Regions from separate parts of the Mus musculus genome. Here regions 2 and 3 are each linked to region 1. Evidence: chromatin contacts called from public HiChIP or PLAC-seq data. All regions are on one chromosome and are shown on one strand. The core of a region is the stretch at or near the end of the contact, and the rest is flanking DNA. Distances in the headings are between cores, read along the strand shown. Region 1 overlaps Tead4 (TEA domain family member 4). Region 2 holds the start of Nrip2 (nuclear receptor interacting protein 2). Region 3 overlaps Gm10069 (predicted gene 10069).

Evidence for each region. HiChIP or PLAC-seq counts read pairs in DNA pulled down with a chosen protein or histone mark.
Region 2: a contact with region 1 is called in an H3K27ac HiChIP or PLAC-seq map of embryonic stem cells, with 5 read pairs. The contact joins the promoter of Nrip2 here to the enhancer-like site in region 1. A contact is called at or near these places in 6 of 39 promoter capture datasets (the 3T3-L1 cell line, the HPC-7 cell line, cranial neural crest and 3 more), 15 of 484 Hi-C or Micro-C datasets (the 3T3-L1 cell line, the AML12 cell line, the P5424 cell line and 11 more), 2 of 115 datasets of contacts at active chromatin or transcription factors (embryonic stem cells and pancreatic cancer cells) and 4 of 9 other capture datasets (adipose tissue, embryonic stem cells, liver and 1 more).
Region 3: a contact with region 1 is called in an H3K27ac HiChIP or PLAC-seq map of embryonic stem cells, with 8 read pairs. The contact joins two enhancer-like sites. A contact is called at or near these places in 1 of 484 Hi-C or Micro-C datasets (olfactory sensory neurons) and 1 of 115 datasets of contacts at active chromatin or transcription factors (embryonic stem cells).

What each region holds. Positions count from the first base shown.
Region 1 is chr6:128,253,813-128,256,715 of GRCm38.p6, reverse strand. All of the region lies in intron 2 of Tead4 (TEA domain family member 4), which reads left to right. Among named protein-coding and RNA genes, the nearest start is that of Tead4, 46 kb to the left of the region's middle. Within about 2 kb of position 1,310, at least 11 of the 459 cell types and tissues checked have an H3K27ac peak or open chromatin away from gene starts, as enhancers often do. A contact at or near this core is called in embryonic stem cells, where this site is marked.
Region 2 is chr6:128,398,412-128,401,111 of GRCm38.p6, reverse strand. Nrip2 (nuclear receptor interacting protein 2) reads right to left here and starts at 1,346. Exons shown (of 6, transcript NM_021717.2): 1 at 811-1,346. The coding sequence starts at 999.
Region 3 is chr6:128,459,184-128,462,296 of GRCm38.p6, reverse strand. The region is part of intron 2 of Gm10069 (predicted gene 10069); the gene reads right to left. Among named protein-coding and RNA genes, the nearest start is that of Gm10069, 22 kb to the right of the region's middle. Within about 2 kb of position 1,381, at least 18 of the 459 cell types and tissues checked have an H3K27ac peak or open chromatin away from gene starts, as enhancers often do. A contact at or near this core is called in embryonic stem cells, where this site is marked.

The DNA.
Region 1 (2,903 bases), core at 61-2,560:
CTATAGGCGTGTACCTGGGTTATGCAGTGCTGAGGCTCGGGGCTGAACTCTGGGCTTCCTGTATGATTGTCAAGTACTTTACTCCCTAACCCTCCAGGGAGGTTTCTGGGTATCTGATATAGACCAATAATAAACACCCCATTCTCAGCGTGCACTTCTGGGGGGAGGGGCAGCGCTCAGAGTATCAGGAGATTACGTGGTGCTCGGAGCACACTGAGGGTGACAATGAGTGAGGCTGAGGTGTGCTGGTGGGGATGGAGATCCTCGCCCTCGGATCACCCACCGTCAGGGAATATGTCACAAGACCATGGCAGCCATCTCCACCCAGGCCACAAGGCCATTCCAGACACTTCCAGGAACATGAAGGTGAGGTTCCCTGCAAGCACAAATCCTATTGGGCAAGAGGACCCAGAACATTCCAGGAAGCAGCTCAGAGTGGCAGGTAGATGACATCCAGAGAGGTGGCTGAGCTGGATATGAGGGTGGACAAACCCTTTGGGTGCTTCACTGGAAGGACTTGAACGTTTCCTCTGTGTGTGTGTGTGTGTGTGTTTCAGGTTCCTTGTGTATACTAGGTAAGAGCTTTACTGCTGTGCCCAGCACTCTGTACCCTTCCCCCACCCCCTCTTGTATTGCTTAAGCTGAGGACCAGCCCCTGGCAGAAACAATCCTCTTGCCTCTCAGCCTCCCAAGTTGCTGAAACTCTGATACTGCTACGACATCTGGCAGACCTTGGCCTCTTCATCTGAGAAAGATGGGAAGCCAGGGCAGCACCTTTTGGATTTTAGTAGAGATGCCAGCTGCTGGGCTGAGAATAGTCTGAAGCAGGAAGCCAGGTGGAGCGATTAATAACCCAGGCCAGTATCAGTCTGTGAGAGGTCTACATGCTAATATAGTACCTAGATGGGCCCGCCTTAGGTGCCCGATATTGTTGGTCTGCATTTCTTCCTTGCCACTGGGATGCTGGACCGCCGGCATGTCACTCAGGGAAGGTGAAACACAGGGGCAACAGGCTGCATGTGTGCCTTGTCGCTGGGAACTGGAGCACTGTGGAAATGTTGCTCAAGGAAGAAGAACACAGTCTAGGATAGGGGGACAGCAGGAACTGGGACAGATGTTGTGGTTCTCAGTCTCCTGTGTACCCACACACTGCCAGCAACTTTGAGGAGTTGAGAATGGTTGTCCTCACAGGCCCACGCTGAGCCCTTGACATGATGTAGGTGGAATCTGGCTTAGTTCCAAGTATCAACTATAGGGAGGGGCTGGATGCCCAGGAAAGGAAGCTCATTGGCTAAACACTCTGCTGGTCTCTTAGCAGAGTGTCTTGGTCACATGTTTCAGGACAGGTAGTCTGAGGTAGTCTGGCTGGGAGCTGATTCTAACACCTACCATTCTCAATAATGAGATTTACCGGGGTTTTCGAAACTGCTTTGACCTGCCAGCTTTTCTGTTTGGTGACATGGTTGGTTCCACTTGCCCCACAGGCCACAGCATGGTAGCTTGGACCACAGAACTGAGGTGGGGAGAAGGGGTCTAATTTTGGGAATATTTTGAAAGCAGAATGGTGACAGACTCAGTCATTCCTTCATCCATGTGTTGATTCCATTCATCTGGTTCCAAACACTGGCGATATTAACTTGTTTTGAAACATGGTCTCATTATGTAGCCCAGGCTGGCCTGTAATTTCTGACACTCCTGCTGTCCGTTTCCCAAGTACTGGGTCACAAGCATGGACCCCGACTGCTAACTTTGGAGGTACAGACTGGAGTAAGAACAGACTGAATCGTGTGCACATTCTTTTCCTCTGGGATACTAAGAACCTAAACAGATGCAGATAATTGATAAGCTGCCAAGGCAAGAAAGAACCAGAGGAGCAGCCCAAGACCGATTTCCCAGACATCCCTAAGGTTCGCAGCATCCCCTGCTGGGTTGGCTAGTTTTATGCTAATTTGTCACAAGCTAGTCATCAGTGAGGAGGGAGCCCCCCTTGAGAAAGTGTCTTGTTAAGATGGACTGTAGGCAAGCCTGGAGGGCATTTTCTTAATTAGTGATTGATGTGAGGCCCAGCCTGTTGTGGGTAAGGCCACCCCTGGGCTGGTCCCAGGTTCTATAAGAAAGCAAGCTAAGCAAGCCACGGGAGCAGTCCACTAAGCAGCATCCCTCCCAGGTTTCTGCTCTGCTTAACTTCCTGTCCTGACTTCCTTTTATGATGAACTGCGATGTGGAAGTGTAAGCCAAATAAATCTTTTCCTCCCCACATTGCTTTGGCCATGGTGTTTCATCACGGCAATAGTTACCCTGACTAAGCCTCCTGCCTTCCCTTTCAATCCAGCTGTCCCGCCACCAACACTCAGACTCGCTCTCGTGTCTCCAGCCTTGGATTGGCCTGTGGTTCTCAGAAACTTCTTCTCTGTCATTCCTAACTTATTCCTGGCCTTTCTCTCTGAATTCTGATAGATTCTTTAAGCTAAGAGTGTATTCTCCTTCCCAAGAGACTGACTGAGCAGCAGGCTTCTCATCCTGTCTTTAAAAAAAAAAAAAAAAAAAAAGAAGGACTGGGTTTACCCTCTAGCCCAGGCTGGACTCAAACTAGAAGCAGTCTTCCCTGCTTGGACTCCTAAGTGCCTCCATAATAGATAAGGACCGCCATGCCTGGCCTGAGTTCTCACAGAACCAGTGTTAAGCCGGGCAGTGGTGGCGCACGCCTTTAATCCCAGCACTTGGGAGGCAGAGGCAGGAGGATTTCTGGGTTCGAGGCCAGCCTGGTCTACAAAGTGAGTTCCAGGACAGCCAGGGCTATACAGAGAAACCCTGTCTCGAAAAAAAAAAAAAAACAAAAAACAAAACAAAAACAAAACAAAAAACAAAAACAAAAACAAAACAACAACAACAAAAAGCTTAGC
Region 2 (2,700 bases), core at 97-2,596, 140 kb before region 1:
GTGCTAAGTATGTGGAAGCCTAGGTGACCTGTTTACCAGGTGGATGCTCGCAACTTTATTCCTTTCTAACAGATGGAGATAACAAGGCACAGAGACAACTTTCCAAATTACAGCCAGAATTTGGTCCCAAGCAAGGTGGTTCCAAAGCCCGTGCTCTTAACCATTATATCCCTGGGGGCAAAGACTGCACGCTGACCCTAGCCCCCCTTACCTCCTCATTGTCACCCTCGGCCTGTTCCCTCTGGGGGGCCAAAATTGCTGCAGTGGTTTGGGAGGAAGGGACATAAGGACACAGACAGGTCCAGGTCAGAGCCATATGAACCCCTGATTGCCCAGGAGACCCTCAGTAAGTGGGTGATAGGGGGGAAAGGGCAAAAGTGGGGGCAGGTCTGAGGAATGGGGCAAATTCGTGGGCAGCTTTGAAGGAATCTAGAAGTAGGAGTCATAACCCCGGGGTGACGGATCCTCTAGGCCTTACTGTCCTTATGTGTCCATTCCCTGGGAATCCCGGGTCCTCTAGGCTGCGCTGAACAACATGACTCTCCACTACCCCAGGATAGCCTTGGGCTTTAAGGGGGGAAAACGGTGGAAGCTGAGTTATGAGCCCAGGGACCCTCACTGCCACCAGGCCAAGAAACATTCCCAATGAAGGATCTGGGGAGGATTGGGGGGCTGCAAGTTGGCAGAAACATCTTTCCCATCTCAACAGGAGAAAGAAATTTGAAGATTGAGGCTCTGCCCTTTAGACCACCTCCCTTCACCCCAAACACAGGATATGAAGAAGAGGAGAGAAAGGGTCAGGGTCCTTACCAGGTCCTTAGAGGTGCCGAGTCTCTTGAGGCTGTCCAGGGGCAGCAGGTCAGCCGAGTCCTTGTGCAAGAACTGGGTGGCCTGTTTGAGTTGGCGCTGCTGGCTCAGGTGGGCTCGGTCCCGAAGCGAAGCTTCCTGTTCTTTCCTGGAGTCTCCCTCATCTCTCCTGGCCTCTTGCCCGGTGCTCATGGTCTTCTGTGGAAAGCAGACAGGGTGTATGGGAGTCTCTCTCCACCTCCTTTTTGCTCCCAGCTCCCCCTATAGCTTCTGCCTTTCTCTGTCTCCGGACTGCGGCTCTCCCTCTGACAGGAGGGTCTCAGCAGGAAGAAAAGAAGAAATAAATAAATAATAGGCGAGAGCAGCGCGTCAGACACCAGTTTCCAGAGATTGCAGTAGAGGGAGCGAGGTTCCGGCTGGAAAAACCCAGCCCTAAAGGAGAGGGAGGGCGAGCAGGGCCTGCAGCTGGTAGGCTGCAAAGCCTGCAGCTCTGGGGTCCTGCTCAGAGTGGGTGGTGGATGGTTGTGTGTGTGTGTGTGTGTGTGTGTGTGTGTGTGTGTGTGTGTGTGTGTGCGCGCGCGCGCGCACGCGGGTGTTGTAAACTGTCAGGAGGCTGTGCCAAGTCATCAGAGAGAGGTGAGTGCCATTGTGTGGGGGCGCATGTTTGGTATGTGTGGGGAAGCAGGCATGCATGTCCCTTGTCTCTTGTGTTTTGTGGACCGGCTCTGCTGTCCCCTTCCAGTCTCTGAACAGTCAGCCACCCAGCTCTTTTCTCATGCTGCTGTCCTTTGCTACTAGGGTTTGAGGTGCTGGCCAGAGAGGGACAGTATGAGAGTGGCCTCCCCACCTCTCCTCCATCTGCCATCAGCCACCCTCCTTGCTTGGCCTCTCCCTGTCAGTCCCAATATCTCTCTCGAATTGCAAAGAGATCAGGAACGTTCTAGTAATACTCACCTCTGAGATCTTCCCTGTTAGACGCTGAAGTCCCAGTGATTCCATGATGAGGAATTCTGGGAATGTTCTGGGCCTAATACATCTCTCCAACTGGGTTAGTCTGTGACTCACCTTGGTCCTCTCCCATCAGAATCCCAACTACTTGGGAAGGTGAGACAGGAGGATCACAATTCAAGGCCTGCCTGGACTACAGTGTGAGTTCACTCTCAGGCTTTCAATTTAGTGAAATATATATATATATATATATAATTTGTTTATTATATGTAAGTACACTGCATCTATCTTTGGGCACACCAGAAGGCATCTGATCTCATTACAGAGGGTTGTGAGCTACCATGTGGTTGCTGGGATTTGAACTCAGGACCCTGGAAAAGCAGTCAGTTAAGAGACCTCAGTTAAGAGCAGCTCTTAACCGCTGAGCCATCTCTCCAGTCCAATTTAGTGAAATCTTAAAAATAAAAAGAAGGGGGCTGAAGAGGTGGCTCAGTAGCTAAGAGCATTGGCTGCTCTTCTGGAGGACCAGGGCTCAATTCCCAGCATCCACATAGTGGCTCACAACTGTCTGCAGCTCACAACTATCTGTAACCCCAGTTCCAGGGGGTCCATGGCACCAGACATGCCCGTGGTACATATATACATATACATGTACATATGCACAGAGGCAAAATACCCATACACATAAAATAAAAATAAAAAGAAGGGTTGATGTCCCAGAGAAGGGGGATGCTAGTGGGGTGAGCACCCTCTTAGAGGCAAAGGGGAGGGGGGTTCATGGAGAGGAGACAAGGAAGAGGGATAATATTTGAAATATAAACAAAAAGATTAATAAATAAAAAACAAAACAAAAAATTAAAATAAAAAGAAGGGCCTGGAAAGATGGCTTGGGACTTAAGAGTGTTTACTGCTAGCCCAGCAGTGGTGGTGCATGCCTTTAATCCC
Region 3 (3,113 bases), core at 132-2,631, 210 kb before region 1:
AGGTGAGCATAAGAGACCTCAAAGCCTACCACAGTGACACACTTACTTCAACAAGGCCATATTTCATATTAGTGCCACTCCCCCTGGGCCAAGTATTTAAATACATGAATCTATGGGAGCCATACCTAGTCAAACCACCACAAAGGAATTAGAAAGGGGGATGGAGGGTGAAGCTCATTGTATAAATGAAAAAAATTACTATATGAGTTGATTATGTAAATAAATAAAAATCCAAGAGTCATAAGCATGTAAATATAAAATCATTATTTAAAGATATAAAACTAATATTCATTGTACATGTATTAAACTATCTAAATAAGTAAGTACATATAACTTCACCTAGCTCCTTCCACTCTGTAACATGGACTGGAACAATATTATGTCTCAGGAGCAATTTTCTGCAGTACTTGTTTCTACTGTTGCAAGACTCCCAGGCAAAGCCAGCTTAAGGCAGAGAGGGTTTATATTATCTCACAGTTTGAGGCCACAATCCATCATGGAGGGGAACCCATGGTGTGGGGAGCTTGAGGTGGCTGGTCACACTGTGAACACAGCAGGAAGCATGGATGAATGGTAGTATTCATTACTTCCTCTTTGCTATTCATCCCAAGACTTCACAACCCACAGAATGATACCATACATAGGATGGGTCTTTCCACTTCAACTCAACCTAAACCTCTTCACAGACTTCCTTAGTAATTCTGGATCCTATAGAATGGTGGTGGTGCTCCAGGAGTCAAGAGGGAGAGGAGGATGGATCTGAGTTCAAATCCAGCCTCGTCTACAGAGTGAGGTCCACTCTGTAGGGCTACGCAAAGAAACCCTGTCTTGAAAAACAAAAGAAATGATCACACACTGGATGGTTTATAAACAATGACATATTAAGTTGCTGGTCCCGGCATGGCCTTGGTGTCAGAATGACATGGTTCCTGCTACTGGGACAGGGCTGGCAGACGTGGGCCTCCACAAGCGTCTGATGGTTGCCGCGTGCATAGGCTTCTTCCCAGGCAAAGCCAATCTGCATTCCTCCTTTAAGGAATGTCTTCCCTGTTAATTAATGTTAATGACTCCATGGAAATCAGAGTCGTGAGTCCAGGAGGCCAAAGTGTGGCCAATGTCTCAGCAAAACGGTAAACACTGGGACCTTCAGGACAGCCCTTAAAGCTGTGGGAAAGAACTCTAAAAACGCGATTTTTAAAATATATAATTTCTCAGCTATGCGAAAAAATAAGGATGCATGTGAATTATGAGGGGCTTCATGAATCTAAAAGAACAAAGGCAGCGGTATTAACGAGCCACCTTGTCAGAAAGATACAGAGGCAGGCAGATAAAAAGGCAGGCAGATTCCTGAGTTCAAGGTCAGCCTGAGGCTCAGGTGTGGTAGAAATGGTAATTTCAGGGCGGGGTCTCACCCAGCTAGTTTATTACCTGTGTTTAACAGAGGCAGGGAGATCTCTGAATTCTTTTGCAAAGTTAAAAGAAAATGTGTGCTTGCTGTTTCCCAGGAGTTAAGGGACTGGGGTCACTGGATGCTGATTCATAGGATAATCTAAAGGAAAACTGAAGTAAATGACTGGATCCATATGAAAAATAAAAGACTGGGCTTTTGATCTGCAGGAGATGAGCTATCCAGAGAATTTTTTAGAATATATAGAGAGAACTGCTTGGAGAACTGTCTCAAGCAGAACACAGTAAGAGAACTGCCTAGAGATCTCCAGAGAGAGCAGATCAGAGAGAAAGAGCAGATGGGGAGGGGGAGGGGGAGGGGGAGAGGGAGAGAGAATGCAGAACAGAGAAAAAAGCGGTTGGAAAGCTGCCTCCAGCAGAACACAGGCCAGGCCACCACCAGCTTGGACCCACGATTTGACTTTGAACCTTTTGTTTTTGCTGCTCCCTGACACCCCTTCTCTCAGAACCCCTCTCCAAGTCAAGACTGGTCCTTGGCATTAAGTTTCCACAGGTCTCAAGTCCAAAGTCAAATCAGATTTGATGTCCATTCCTGAGTGCTGTGTCTTCACAGAGCACCTAAAGCTTGCAGCTCTTCATCCCCTTACCTTGGGTGTTAGGAATCCCACTAGGAATTTCTGAAATCATAAACACTCAAGTTATCATACCACAAGCATTAGCCCGGCTTCTCCAGGATAACAGAAGCAGTTGGGTGCATGCATGCATGTGTACATGTGCGTGTATATGTGTATATAGTCTAACTTCTTCAGGTGAGGCTATCAGGCTGGAGAACACAGAGGATCGAATTTGTAGTTCATGAATACTGCTGGCTTTTACTTCTCTGTCAGACTTTGTCCTATTCAATGGCCCCCTTCATTTGCTTTACTTAAAATCAGCCAAATTTAGTGTTATACTCATTCAAAAACACCTTCCCAGAAAACAGGAAAAAAAATCAGACCAACTATCTGGGCACTGCAGCTTTGCCAAGCTGGCTGACAACATAACCAGCACATAGTTCCATCCCTCTATTCACCACATACACTCCCAATACACAGCCCATTTCAATTAATCTTGTAAATCCTACAACATAAGTAAATACTCTCGTTTTTAACTATGCAGAACCAATGATTCAGGATGATTTAATCTGAAAATGTACACATCTAGAATCTTGGGCCAGTCAGGGTGGCATACACCTTTAATTCCAGAACTTGGGGGACAGAGGCAGGCATATCTCTGTAGGTCAGCCTGGTCTACCTAATGAGTTCCAGGCCAGCCAGGGAACACTTGTCCTGGGGGAGGGGCATGTGAATCACTGCCAACTTCAGTGAAATAACACAGTCAGTTCTAAGCAAATAGAAACCAAACTCCCATCTCCCTCATTTCTCAAGGTGCTCAAAAACCAAGCCAGGTGCTCTGGAGTTCAAGACCACCCTGGAGAAACATAGTCAAACACCAGCTTTAATAATAAACATGGGAGGAGTGTGGGGGTCAGGGGGTGGGAGGAGAACCTGATCTGGTATTGGGTGAGGGAAAAGGACTGAAGCTGGAAATAGGCAACCTCAGGAGATAGAAGGTTGGGGGACACTCCAGAATGTACTGAAAGAACCTAGTGGGGAAACCCCCACTCAATTGTCGTTCGGGGCGTACCCAAGAATCACGAACAGACG